Regions from separate parts of the Mus musculus genome. Here region 1 is linked to region 2. The links are chromatin contacts, called in public HiChIP or PLAC-seq maps. All regions are on one chromosome and are shown on one strand. The core of a region is the stretch at or near the end of the contact, and the rest is flanking DNA. Distances in the headings are between cores, read along the strand shown. Region 1 holds the start of Zfp518a (zinc finger protein 518A). Region 2 overlaps Blnk (B cell linker).

Region 1 (6,892 bases), core at 167-2,666, 41 kb before region 2:
AAAATATTGTGTTAAGGAGAAAATCTACCAGCACTCAGGAAACAGAGGCAGGCAGAGCTTTGTAAGCTGGAGGCCAGCCTGGTCTACAAATTGAGTTCCAGGACAGCCAGGGCTCTGTTACACTGTCTCAGGGCCTGTTACCCTGCCCCCCCCCAAAGAAAATCTATTTTGCAAACATCATTATAGATTATAAATATGCCCTTTTGATATTAATAGATTTCACCTTCACTTTTATAGTTATGTTTGTACTTCTTGTGTGAATTTCAGCTTGCCGCTTCTAGGAGGACTGTTGTACAAACCACCCAAAACTAAGGGTTCTCCGTGTGTGTTTTATTCCTTTCTTTTTCTTTTTCTTTTTCTTTTTCTTTTTTTTAATTTAAAGGGTAAAGTCCGTGTGGCACAGGTCAATGCGTTCAAAAGCATATCCTAAGAAAGTGGAAAATTCTTAACAGTTTTAAAATTGGTTTTAAGAAAAATTTGTGCGTGTCAGGAGTTATTTGGGTTACCCCTTGCCCCCACGCATCCCCCCCCCCAAAAAAAAAAACTACGGCCCACAGTTGAAGCCAAAATTCTCAGATTCGATCTTTTATATTTTGCTATATCCCTCCGCCTCGAGTTTTTGACGGCGGCAGTTTCCACAGTGCTTCCACGTGTGTTTTTTGTCCTTTTTTTCTTTTAAGGGAGGTAATTATTTACCAAGTGAGATTAGTAGGCTTCTGAAACGTTCTGAAAGAGAGGAGCCACATTTGGACTTTGTACGACTCTTGTGTGGGGTGGGGAAGGATTCTTTTCTTGGGGGCAAGGATTCCATTTTTGAGTCTGTGAGGGGCGTGCGAGGGTTTTCCTTCGCTGAGAGGACTTCCTTCGCTCAGACGAGTCCTCCGTGCCGTGGGAGGAGGTCGTGTCGCGGCGGGAGAGAAGAGTGTCCCTCACAGGTAGCCTGTGCGTGGGGCTGCTCTGGAGCTCAGGGTTGGCTCCCTTGTGGGCCAGAGCTTTGGGTAGCAGCTTCGTCCAACCACTGGGACGTCAAAGGGATACCACAACTCGCGTGATCCGAGTAAGTACAGGGAACACGCCATTTGCTAAGATGGGGGCTGCCTAAAACCTCTGGGTTGAGGCCATTTCCTGTCAACCAAGGCTTGCCAAGCACACCAGTTCCTGCTTCTGGTGTCTACTTGGGAAAGGACGGTAGCCATTTTCCCCGTTCTTCCCCCCGCAGTAGGATCCCCGCGGCTGGTGAGTAGACGGGGGGCGGTGAGGCGGGACGCAGGGAGGCGCCGTATGACGAGGTCAGCCGTGGACTCAGCGCCATGGCCTACTCTCGGGAGGCTGAGGCGGGGGCCCTTCCGGCCGCCGTTCCCTTCCGCTCGCCTCAGGTGCAGCGCGGATCCCTCCGCCGCAGCGTGCGCTGCCGGCAGCGCGGCGCTCGGCTTTCCGGCAGTACCCGGATGGAGGGGTAATGGCCGCCATCTGGGACTCGCAGGCAATGGGGACCACGGCAGGTATTCCCTGTGTGCGGAGCCGCCAAGACCAGTTAGGATGTCGGGACGCACAGAGAGACGGCAAGGGGCCAAGGGCGAAATCGTGGGGTGCTAGGGTTCCCCCCAAATGGTCTTGGGGGGGATCCGCCTCTTGCGCTAGGAAGCTCATGTTAAATAGTCCCGTCCATTCAGCGCTTCCGGCCAACTTGCCGCAAAGTTTTCTAGAGAAGTCCTTGGTTTCTAACCCGGGGCTCTTGCTAGCTCTTAGGGCTGGTCATTGTCGTCTCGGCTTGGGCTGGTTGTAAGTTTGTCCCTAAGAACTCCCCCACGGTCTCAGAGCCTAGGACTTGGGCGCGCGCGCACGGCGCGGCGACAGTGTACATCCGCGCGCCCGAGGGGCAGCGGAACTCCGGGGAAAGGGGCGGATCGGGCGCGGCGTTTTGGGGGCGATGCGGGGGCGTTTGGCGCGCGAAGCCATCGCTCGTCGGGTTCCGCGCCCGGTGGAGACGGGCTGGGCAGCCCTCAGTCCGCACCCCTCGAGCTGTAGGTTCGCGGGCCCGCCTCGACGGCATCCCTACTATGGGCCCAGTCTATGGCTATTGGGGGTTCTTCCTTGCAGAGACTCCCCGCTCTCTTGGCGCACGCACTGCGCGCCCTCAGAGTTGGGCAAGAAAGTGGTCCTCTTGTAGACTGCCCCCACCACCACCACACCCAGTGGCATATGGATTTCTTTGTCACGGGCTTTTTTTTTTTTTTTCCCCACTTGTAGGGTCCATCTTGAATCTGTTCTTAACATGGTGTCCTCTTTGTTAAGTGGGTAGTATCTTGAGTTAGATGGCTTTGGTAACTCAAAAGTATTGGGTCTGAATGCATAGATGATGTGATTTAACTCTTATCTAGACCAATGGAACAGATGCAACTTCAAAGTTTAGAAAACAAAAGTTAAGGGTCAGTTTTCGCTTCAGGTTTAAATTTGGGTTATTTTAGTTTTTGTAAATTATTTTTTTCAAAAGTCTTGAAAATGGGGAAAGGGGTCAGTTTTTGAGGAATTCATGAGAATGTTGAACTGTCTGTGATTATCTCAGGGATGTAATGTAAAAACAACTCACAGCGTGGTTAATTTGAAAGTCTGGTTTTCTTAAGGCACATTTTACTAATAATAATTGAATTGCTTTTTTTCCCAGCAAAACAGGTCTGATTTGAGTGTGCTCTAAAGTTTGTATGGTCAGAATGAATAGAGAGACTTGCTGAAATTCCCTAACATTTTTAAAGTTATAGCTGCAGATCTGTTAATTATCCTTCAACAAAGCTGTATTTTTCTTTAGAAAGTCAAAAGGGGCAATTCGTACTAGCACTTGAGGGGTGTTGGCTTTCTATGGCGTAGGTAAGCATAGTAGACCTTACTCTTTTCTGTTTTTTTTTCCAAATTATGATTACCAATTCAAACATTATATGTCAGATGTCTGAACAGATAAAAGGATAGCAACTCCAGCGACTGTGTCTTTGTGAGCTCATAGCAAATAAACTTAAATACTGGAGGGTTTTATCATAACCACCTTCACATTTTATGATATTTTTTCTGGAAGTAGTATAGTGTGGTTCCAAAAGCTGCTGTATTTTGAAATATTTTAAATGAGAAACTTTCTATCTAAATATAGTTTGAGTGAAAAAACCCACAAAACCTTACAATGCCCTTTTAATGTACTTTTATTGCAAGTGTTGGGGCTTACTCTCATTGAAGCATTGTGTGTGCCCTGTAGAGAACACTTAATCTGACCAGTCTAACTACTTTTCTGGTTTTCCTTTAAGTTCAAGATTTTAATCTTGCATTTCTTCAGGTGCTCTATTTAAAAGGGTTTTGTCAATTAGAGAAAAGGGTTCTTAGAAAATTTGAAATGTTTATCTGTTGTCTGCCCTCATGTATAGTCTATTAATTCTATAGGCTTCACATCATAGGCAGTTCTCATGGGATGTTGATACCAGCCTTGAGCATTACTGTTGTCAGTAGGCTTTTGTAGTGGGCAGATAAGTGGTTCAGAATCAGGTGCAATACTAATTCTGCTTTTGCAATTTGGATAGGGCAAAACGAGTTTTCCTTTTATTGTATTAAATGATGCTATTGTATTAGATTCTTGGAGATGTGACTTTTGTATTACATGAGTTATATCACTGGGTATCAATTGTATGCTTATGCCCCAAGTACAGAGGAACTTAAAAACTAATATTCCTTACTTAAATATGAACTGTAAATGACCAGGATAAAAGCATTTTGTTTTTGCTGTCAAAATTCTTAAATCTTCATTTTCATTTCCAGATACCATCTCTTGATCACTGTACCTGATTGTGGGTGGCATTGTCCAGGCATTAAGTTGTGTGCCTTTGTTCCTGGGAGAAAGGTAGGGATTGGAGCACTTGAGTAGATAGATTTATTACGTAGTAAGTTCGCGTCTTAATATTGGATTAAATAGACTGAATGGTTACCTATCTCTTAATTTTCAAAGTTACTTTAGAGTTTTATTTATTGGCCAAAATAAAAGGAATTTCTCCGGAAGTTTTTATTTTAATGTAAGTAAAAAACTAATTTTGGGTTTCATATTTGTTGAATGTTTTATCAGAGCTCAAAGATGATTTTAATATGTCATGCTAAATCTAGAGATAGCATTAAGGGCTTCTGGATAATGATCAATAAAGACAAATATGGTAGAAACAGGTTTCAAAGCTCTATAAATGGCTAGAGTCTGTGCCTTAATTTGGCAAGTGCTAGTCAGTGCACCTAAAGAAAAACAATATATTTGATTTACATTATGATTAATGCTTATCTACTTGAAGTTAGAAAAGGAACTGGAGAATCTCTAGAGAATTAAGACTGGTAGCCGGGCGTGGTGGCGCACGCCTTTAGTCCCAGCACTCGGGAGGCAGAGGCAGGCGGATTTCTGAGTTCGAGGCCAACCTGGTCTACAAAGTGAGCTCCAGGACAGCCAGGGCTATACAGAGAAACCTTGTCTTGAAAAAACAAAAAAACAACAACAACAAAAAAAGAATTAAGACTGGAGAAGTGTCCTGGAGAAGTATCTGAATGTCTTGATGTGGACAAAAAGAGTGGCAAAAATCCAACAGATCCATGGTAATATACGGAGAGCTATTAAAATGGATTGGAAAATATTGTGTGCCCTTATTCAAAAACACGGTTTAATCTACTCTCAACACAAATATGTCTGTCACTTGTTTGTGTTACTTAGGTCTTGGAATCTTTAAAATGGGTGCCATGATATTTTATACTGCTCATTTCTAAATGCATTAAGCATATACTAAAATACTTGGCAGTCATAACCGTGTTCTTCCATGAACTTTACCAATAGATTACGTTCTTTTCAGGGTCTCTTTTTTCACAAAGGCATAAATTTTTATTTATTTAGAAATTAATGTCTGATGACTATATTGAATAGAACAAAGTTCAAGCCGGGCGGTGGTGGTGCACGCCTTTAATCCCAGCACTTGGGAGGCAGAGGCAGGCGGATTTCTGAGTTTGAGGCCAGCCTGGTCTACAAAGTGAGTTCCAGGACACCCAGGGCTACACAGAGAAATCCTGTCTCGAAAAATCAAAAAACCTAAAACAAAAACCAAAAAAAAAAAAAAAAAACCAAAAAAAAACCAAAGTTCAGAACTGGGTTATCATTGATGTTCCTTCCTTGAGTAACTCCTTTTTATAAAACATGTTTGATATCTTGCTAGATTTGCATAGTACTTTGTTCCTTCATAAAATAATGATGAATACAGAGAATTTTCAAAACCGTATTTGATATGTTCCTGCGTAGAAAGAATCATGACTAGTGAAAGTAAATAAGAAATTATAGCACAATTACTAAACTAACTTAGATGATTACATTTTGCAGAATTGATGCTAAGATTAGTATTGCCATATGAGTGTTAGGAAAATAGACTATATTTGAGTTTGAAAGCTTAGGCTTCACAGGGGTCTCATTTCAAGACGTAATAATAGGTAAAAATAAGTGTTAGCTCTATAGACATTTATTAATGCTGTTTTGTTGATTTTACACATAAAGTATACCTAAATGGTATGCAGTTATCTAGTGTGGTAAAGGCCTTTATTGTGTCTACTTTGAAAACTTAAAACAAACAAACAAAAGGTCATTGAGCTAGGGCTATATCTCTGTAGTAGTGTGTTTGCCTAGTCTCTAAAGTCAAATTCCGGGTCCCCAATAAACAAATAGTCATAATTAACTTAGAATGATAGTCTGTTTCCTAAATATTACTGATTTTTCTTACTTTACCCTTTTTGAGAAATCCCTTAGTAACAGACAAATACTATACTTGTCTTAGAGATACAGCCAGTTCAAAAGTGATATTGATATTAAAAAATAAGTGTTATTTTGTTTAGGTAACAAAATAGATACACAAGGTAAGAAATGAAATTTAAGTAAATATTTGCTCACTTACATCTCTTGGAGAGCATGCTGGGACATGTCTTTAATCCCATACTTAGGAGGCAGAGTCAGAAGGCTCTGAGCTCCAGGCCAGCCTGGTTTATATAGTGTGTTCCAGGTAGCCAGGGCCACACGGTAAGCCTCTGTCTCCAACAAAAGAAAAGGAAAAGAAAAAAGAAATTCATCTGGAGCTGAGTACTAAGAAAGACATAAAAGTTAATTTATGACCTGTTTATTAGATGTTGGTGTTGCTTAAGATCATGTCTTTTTTGCCAAATTATCTGACTTTCAAATTTAAGATTAACAGTTTAAGATTGTTAACCAGGGTTTGCAGACTACTCTTGTAAATGAAGATAGTAAATATCTTAGGCTTTGTAGTCATATGGCTTCTGTTAACTGCTATCAAGCTGTCATTGGAATATGAAAGGTAGTCATAGACAATATGTAGAAGAGCAAGTATGTCTTGGGCTTGTGTTTCCAGTGAAATTTTATGAAACTGGCTATTAGCCAAATTTGGCCTGTAGGTAAACCTAATGAGACATTTTGTTCCACAAGCACTCACAGATTTGTTTACCTGCTAGTATCAGTGCCATCCCCTGTAGTTACTGTAGAGGAATTCTCTGTTCTTTTCTAAGTATGACTCAGTTTATTCTATACTCCATCCCTCTGATCTACCAAAGTCATTGTTACCATATTTTTCCTCTATCCTCAACTTTAAAATTTTCTACCAGGATCATTTTCATAGATATTTGTTTATACTATAGTTTTGCTTATTAAAAACAAAACAAAAACCCAGTGTCTTCGGTTCTACCCATAGATCTTTTGTGGTATATTCCCTCAGAGTTGTCTGCATAGCAGCTTTGTTTCTGTGCCTTGTTCCCATATTTTTTCCTAAACCTATATGATTCTGCCTTCCCTATTAACTCCTCCTAAATTGTGCTAGCCACTGTTCCTGTTGATTGTGAC
Region 2 (7,765 bases), core at 1,941-4,440:
GCCCCTATGTTCCCAAACTCAGAGCCGGCCGTGGCGGCACATGACCTTAATACCAGAAAGGCAGAGGCAAACTGGACAGCAAAAACAGGAATACTTGATTGGAATGTGTGCAAAGGAGTGAGATAAACATTTCTGTTAAAATGATGTATAAGTGACCGATCAACATATAAAAAGATGCCGAGCAATACTAATCATCAGAGGAATTTGAATGAGGTACTATGGCACATCCATTAAGATGGTTGCTATAATAAACAACTCAGAAATAATAAGTAACCAGTACTGGGGGGTAGGGGATGTTGTTGAGTGCTCATATATTGTTGGTGGGGTTGTATAATGATGCTGCATGCCCCTCTGTAACCTAAACATAACCAAGAGGTCTACGATAGTATTTTGATCTGTGTGTCTTAACCACATTTTTGTTTTTGAAAGCAAAATATCTTGCCTATAACTATTCAACTAACAGTTGAATTCATTCATGCAGCATCGACTAAAGTAAGCCATTGTACTCCAGGTCTGGAAAGGCACAGTGAATACGACATAGCCAGTGCCTCAGAACTGGAAAAAAACAGATGCATCAGTAATTATGATTTTTTTTTTAAACAATGCTGGATTTGGAAAAAGGTCTGTCTCCTTTTGAAAATACCTTTTTACGCCAGGCAGTGGTGGTGAATGCCTTTAATCCCAGCACTCAGGAGGCAGAGGCAGGCGGATTTCTGAGTTCGAGGCCAGCCTGGTCTACAGAGTGAGTTCCAGGACAGCCAGGGCTACACAGAATAACCCTGTCTAGAAAAAACAAAAACAAAAACAAAAGAAAGAATGCCGGGCGGACATAGCCTGTATGTAATTCTAGAATTCAGAAGACAGACCCAGGGGACACCTGGAACAAGAGGCTTGCTAGAGTAGCCATATCCAATCAAAAGACCCTTCTTTAAGAAATAAGGTGAAGAACAATCAAGAAACACTTCTAAATATTAGCCTTGGGCCTTCATAGAACCCCTGCGACACATGCACACCATATACACAGACATATGTAATTTAAAAGTTAAACAAAAATACTAGCATAGGCATCACATTTTCTTCCGACTTCCCACAGGATATACTACTACACAATGTGCATCATATACTATATTAAATAGTATATCAAATCATGATATTTCACCTTATTTCCTACTTATGACATATATAACAACCCTAAGACCAAGTACTTTCTCACTTTTTTCCTTTATCTCTGGCACCTAAAAGAGCAATGTGCCGCTGTGTTCAACACATAGATATAGAGCTGAGCTGAAGAGAAGTTACCAGCCAGCCGCAGTGATACTTTCCCGAAATCCTATACTCAGGAGGATTACGAGTTCAAGGCCAGCCTGGACTAGGGAGTGTTGTTAGGCCCACCTAGGCTACATATTATGCCCGTGTCTCAAAATAAGGAAATAAAGAAACAGAGAAATAGCGGCTACTAACCTCTTCACCATTTTTCTTCTTTCCCAAAGCATACTGTTTGGTTGCTTCAATAAACCGTACAGGAATATTATACACTCGCTTGTTAAAGAACGCAACTAGGGTGTACGGCTGCTTGGAATCATGGCCAGAGCTCTTCCGAATAAGAAACGATCCATCCTGTTTAGGCAGAATGATAGTATTAGTTATAGTTCCTTAAGCTAGATTCAGTTTGTGAAGAGTATTTTATCACTTTCAGATAGTATTTAGCTCCATGGTTTTGTTCTTGATTAGAATTTGTTGTATTATTTTCCATGAATAATACTGTTTATTAAAACGGATACTCAGACAAACTTGAGTGAAGCCAGTACTAGCATGTAATGTGCCGACTGAGGCATTGTGCTTGCTGGGATTTAGAAACATAAAAGGACACGGTAAGATCACTGACGAGAGTCTTTCGAGTTAGAGCCCATGTTTATAAGTTCCTTAAGTAAAAATCTAGACAGTAGGAAGGCAGAGGCTGGAAATTCAAGCTTTTAGCTTAAGAAAACGTTCCCCTCAATAGATTTATTTTAAGGTAGAAAAACTATTTAAAAAATTCAACGTGTATTAAATATTTTATTAAAATAGCTTAGAATCATACATTTAAAAAATTATAGCAAAACATGACCTAAAAGATAGGAAGAAGAAATGCAAAACTGGTGTTCAGCCTTAGGAAGGAATTTGAAAAGACAAAAAAGACCTATTATTTATTCCTCAGAAACAAAGGAATAAAATTTACGAGGTTTCCATAGACTAAGTAAGGTCTAATAGATTTCATGTGTGACCCAAAGTAAGCCAACGGAGACAGCCACAGCGTTTAAAAATGGACTGCAGTGTCGTGGGCCAGACTGTGATGACCACCCAAGAGTCACAGAGGCCTGAGGACAACAACTCTGAAAACCTTGCGGCTGACTGTCCTGGCTCCAAAGGCGGCGGACGGAGTCAACCAAGGCTCACCGTAACAGTGACAGCAAAGCTGGAACCTCACCGACCTCTGGGAAGCCCTGACCATTTAAGCACAAGCCCGATAGCCCTTCCCTGGGGGACTAGCTAAGGAGGTCGACAGGGGTTGGTTCAAAACACAAGCCTCTAGGATTGTGAGTCATAAGAAAGTAAGGATGTGATTGGCCCATTCAAACAGGTTGTTATTGCTCCAAAACACACCCTCTCCCCAACCCAGTCTCTCTCTAGGGCCACCTTTCCTGCACTGGGCCCCATACAAGGGAGATCTACTTTTTCCCTAACCAGAATGAGCTGGACAAGAAAGAAGCAAAAACCGAGGAAAACTTTAACTTGTTGGAGGCAGCCTTAGAAGGCCTTCTGATCTACCGACGATTTCCGTCTAGGCAGAGCAAAAAACCCTCAGCAGCTGATTGGTGACATTTTCCCAGGGATTTGAGGGTTTTTTGTTTGCTTGTTTTTGTTTTGTTTTTTAAATGGGAGAACAGAGGAAGTGAAAAGGAAACTTTAATCTTCCACTGTCCCATCTGTCCCCAGTGTTGAGCTCTCAAAAAAATGTTTCTAGGTCTATCTTCTGCCTTTATCTATATCCTAAGTCCCGTGAGTTGGTTCAAAATAGCCTGTCCTCTCTTCCCTTGCTCCTCAGAGCCTGGGCTCCGGCTGCATCAGGTCTCCCCAGACCTCCCTGCCTCCTACTTCTCTCTATTGTTTGAGGGTAGTGGGCCCCCTGGAGCCTTGAATTGAAAGACAAACAGGAAGGAGATGAAAGAACAAAGCAGCAGGTGCTCTGAAGGCCAAGTACCCGGAACTTGCCCCTGCCCCTAACCCATGCAACTACTAGTTGGCTTAAGTTTTTAGGTGTCCCAACCTTGTTGGATCTGTGCAAGGCCTCTTCAGCAGACTTGCGGTCACAGGCGCCAGCATACCAGGGCTTACCGAGCAGTTCAGCCTCCTGGGAGACAGAAGCATTGTGAAACAGGAGATGGTTCTCAAAGGAAATGAAAATTTAACCTATGTGCTTAAGTGGCCCATTTTGCAAAACCAAAGACGGGAACAATAATCAACATCTTTACCAGTAATGTCAAAATGAGTTTGTTTCGCGCTTCCTTTGAACAACCACAGAGATTATGTGGCTAGCTAGCTCATTCCCATTTGGCCTTAAGCTGTAAATTTAGTCTTAAAACATAAATGGACCTCACTAGATTCCTGAAGCATTTTTCTCCTGAATGAATTATTTACTCTTTTTTTTATTGTGCTAATATTCTCTTTAAAATTTTTTATTTATTTTTATTTTATGTGTATTGGTGTTTTGCCTGCATGTATGTATCAGTGTGGTTGTTTGATCCTGGAGTTACAGTTGTAAGCTGCCATGTAGGTGCTGGGAATTGAACCTGGGTCCTCTAGAAGCGCAGTCAGTGCCCTTAACTGCCGAGCCATCTTCCCAACCGTGTTTTTATTTATTCTTGATGCTTCATAGAGTGCTTCATCATGTCAGTGTGTGTGTGTTTATATGTGCATGGGAGTGGGTGCACCCGTGCACACAAGCACATGTGCAAGTGTGCCACATATCATCACTAGATGCTGCTTCCTCGGGCGCTGTCCTCCTTGCGTTTGAATGAGCATCACTCACTGGGATGGAGCTCAAGGACTAAGCTAGGCTGGCTGCCAGCCCACCCTGGGGATCTCCTGTTTCTGTCTCTCCCGGCTGGGATTAGAAGTACACAGATAGCATCTCACTCCTTTTTTTATTTCATTTTCTTCTATTCTATTTTTTGGGGGGTGGAAATCGGATTCAAATCCTCAATGCAACTTGTTCACGTGTCACCTTCAAGGGCACACAGTGTCCTTTCTGTCTCTTTATGCTGTTCCGTTTGATAGAGGCTTTAACATCCTAAGCCTCCACAGGTCTATTCTGAGGAAATTATAAAGTTTAAATAAATGTGAGAGGACTAACAACAAAAACAACACATTCCCTCATTGTTTTAAAGAAACACTGTTATTTGGGGCGCCTGGAATAGAAACAAGAATAAATGGGGCGAGGTCTCTCTTAGTCACTGAAACAAACAAACAAACAAACAAACAAACACAACAAAACAAAAAAACACAGGACATTCTGCATCCATCGGACCAACTCAGTTAAAATCCAGACTCCATCCTGAGCCATACTCCAAGCTGTCTTCTCAGAAGACATGCCCTTTCCTGAAATCCACTGGAAATAATCCACCGATGTCAAGCTCATGCCCTACCTGGTCTGCAAACGTCGAATTAAATGGGAAGCTGTGGAACGGTCCATCTGCAGCTGGGCTCCCCGCTTCTGGGAACCCTGGAAGAGATTTGAAAACTCCATGAATCTTCAGTCGTTTCTGTGCAGGTACAGTGCCTCACTACTGCAGGAGCTCTCAGGGCCACACACAGAGCTGAAAACTCCTCAGGACTGCTCAGAGCGGGGCTTCAGGACCCCTTTAAATCCTCAAGATCCTTCCAGATGTTTGAGAGGTCTTTGTTGTTGGCAAATCTCATCTTTGAAAAGCCTAAGTTTTCCTCACCTATTGCAACAAGCATAGCAATAGACTGTTGGCTCCAGAATTTAAAAATTCTGCCAAGGTGGACCTGGCAATGCAGTCTGTAATATTAGTTACTAGGAAACTGAGGCAGGGGGAGCCCAAGTTCAAGGCCAGCCTGGGCTACACAGTGAGACCCTGTCTTAGGAGTAAGTAAAATTTGTAAAATGTAATCCAGTGCCGCTCTATAGACACACACACAAGCACACACATGTTATATTTAGTTTGGAATAGTTTTCATAAAAATATTTATGTTAGTGTCTAATGAGTCCAATGTAATTTTCAAATGGGTTATTTAATAGTTTTATTTTTTAAGCTTTAATAATGAGAAGCAGTCTCTTCGTGCTCCATTGTGAGACTTATCCAACGCATAAAACAAGGAAGTAGTCAATCCACATATCCATGGCTCTAACTTACAGCTTTGAAAATGACCTATTTGCTAACTTTGTTATATTTTTGTCATTAAATTAATTAATTATTTTTATTTTATTATGCAGGGTAATTTTCACGAACACATATAAAGGATTTTGACATGTCTCCTCCATTTCCTTTCACTGACAGCTTTAGTTTGTAACGTATTTATTATTAATAAAAGAAATGTTTAAACAAAAGGTATTTTTGACTCACCAGGGAATTTTAAAAGTATTGAAAGTGGTTTCAAAGGGAAAATGTTTGAGAATCCTTGCATTAAAGCAAAAACTCCCTCAAGTTTACAGTCTGACTAATAGAAACACAAGAAATAGAGAAAACACTGTTTCTCTCTGTCGTCTCTCTGCCTGATGTGGATCTAGTCATTGGGATATATATATGAGACAACAAAATGTTTTGCCTTCCTGGGAGTTGACTTTTAAAGGGCTGAGCAATCAAGGCATAAGCGACTTTACCCACATAGCATCAAGTGTCTTGGAGTAGGAGCTGTTGCCTTGTTGGAGTGTGTATGGCCTCGTTGGGGTGTGTGTGGCTTTGTTGAAGGAAGTGTGTTTGTAAGGTCATGTTTATCTTGAGAAAATTATACAGTTAATTAACATGTTCTCATTTTAGGGCTTATTTTATAGACATATGTAAAGGTCATTAAAACACATTTCAGATTTATATAAAATACCTATCGCCGATTGAGAATCTTCTAGATGCCAAGCACTGTTCTGGTTATTTTAATCTGAGTTTTGAAAATAGCTGTACTGTATTTTTTTTTTAATGATGCTGACTGATAAGTAAATATTCAACCAATACTAAAGATAGAAAATATCTACCTTTCAAAACAACTCTATGAAATATTTTTCCCCCCATTTTACAGTCAAGGAAGCAAATAAAACAGTGGCACAGTGGAAGTGACAGCTTCATTTGCTCCCAGGCCTGGCCCTACCTTCCACCTATGATTGGCCGTCATGATCTTGTACTTACTTGGCAAGGGTACAGGCTTTTGATGGACAGGTCTGAAAGGAAGAAATGCAGGTTACATGAAAGGTAGAACACAATACAGAATCAGGAGAAGCTGCACCAAAGGATAATTAGATCTAAAGATGGGAGGGACAATAAACCTTTTAGAGAACCAAGATTTTTCCCTTTAGCTTTGAAAAAGGAGGAGTCTTGACTGTAGTACATGCGTTAGATGAAACCCGTAGCCTGAAGTATGGGTCTCTGAGACTCTACAGTCTCGTAAGTTGCTTAATAGCTTTCCAGATTTAATTAAGAAGCAATGAAACACCGATTCCCTGTGCGAGTTTGCATGACAACAAATTCCCATGGCAACAAGAAGAAACTTGTTCTTAAAGGGAAGGATTCTCTTACTAGGGGAAGAACTAGCTCTTGATCTGTTATCCTTGTATTCTGGAGGCTGAAGAAGGAGGGCCTTGAATGAAAGGGCAACCTGGCTGCATGCATAGGGAATTCCAGGAAAGCTGGGCCTATGGAGTGAGACCTCGTCTTTTAAAAACAGACAGACAGATAGACAGACAGACAGACAAACAAACAAACAAAAGGGTGGGTGATGTGGTTGCTTCCTGCTCTTCCAGAAGTCCCGAGTTCAGTTCCCTGGGCCCACATTGTATGGCTCACAACCATGTAACTCCAGCTCCGGGGCCTCTGATATCCTCTTTACACAGATGTAGCATATACTCACATACATACATAACTACAAAATCAAAATGAAAATATTTTAAAAGTATAAATAAGTACAAAACTAATAAATAAATGGAAGGATACTCACTTCTGGGTGGGAGGAAACACTGGTGACTGTACAGTGTCTTGTCTGTGACTAGACCCTCGGTGGCGCTCAGCAGGAACAGGCTTTTCTGGATTAGGAGAGTCTCATATTAGTATTAAAGTGAAATGTCTGTCCCCATGCCCAAATACAGCCTCTTTGATCGGATGTCTTCCCAATATACCCTGTCTTCTAAGGGGTTCTTGGTTTGAGTATGCGCTCTTAGGACCGAGACTCCCTTCCCACAGTGGTACAGGTCCATGCTAGCTCCTCCGGCAGTGTATACAGAGACAGAACCCATGGATACTGGACTTCAACTGTCTGAGCACAGGTGGGTGCCAGGAGATGAGCAGGCTCCACAGCCTCTGTGTAACTCATTCTCTGCTGTCAGTGCAGACTTCCTTCGGGTGTTACCGTTACCTTCCTGTATCTTGATTCGTCATGAGATGTGGTATAAGTAACTTATTGCTGATGAGAGTAAAATCTTAGGATTTATGAATGATCTACTCCTTTTGAAAAAATTAACTGAATCTAAATCCATGTCACCCTCAAATGTGAATATCAC

The links. HiChIP or PLAC-seq counts read pairs in DNA pulled down with a chosen protein or histone mark.
Region 1: an RNA polymerase II HiChIP or PLAC-seq map of embryonic stem cells shows a contact between it and region 2, with 29 read pairs. The contact joins the promoter of Zfp518a here to the enhancer-like site in region 2. A contact is called at or near these places in 3 of 484 Hi-C or Micro-C datasets (centroblasts and embryonic stem cells), 7 of 115 datasets of contacts at active chromatin or transcription factors (bone marrow-derived macrophages, embryonic fibroblasts, embryonic stem cells and 1 more) and 2 of 9 other capture datasets (liver and pancreatic islet).

Annotation. Positions count from the first base shown.
Region 1 is chr19:40,893,289-40,900,180 of GRCm38.p6, forward strand. It overlaps Zfp518a (zinc finger protein 518A), which reads left to right and starts at 1,417. Exons shown (of 5, transcript NM_028319.1): 1 at 1,417-1,502; 2 at 3,796-3,877. Mir8092 (microRNA 8092) reads left to right here and starts at 1,415; the gene lies at 1,415-1,501.
Region 2 is chr19:40,932,966-40,940,730 of GRCm38.p6, forward strand. It overlaps Blnk (B cell linker), which reads right to left. Exons shown (of 17, transcript NM_008528.5): 12 at 7,207-7,291; 13 at 6,402-6,433; 14 at 4,686-4,762; 15 at 3,308-3,391; 16 at 1,462-1,617. Among named protein-coding and RNA genes, the nearest start is that of Zfp518a, 42 kb to the left of the region's middle. Within about 2 kb of position 3,191, at least 36 of the 459 cell types and tissues checked have an H3K27ac peak or open chromatin away from gene starts, as enhancers often do. A contact at or near this core is called in embryonic stem cells and epiblast stem cells, where this site is marked.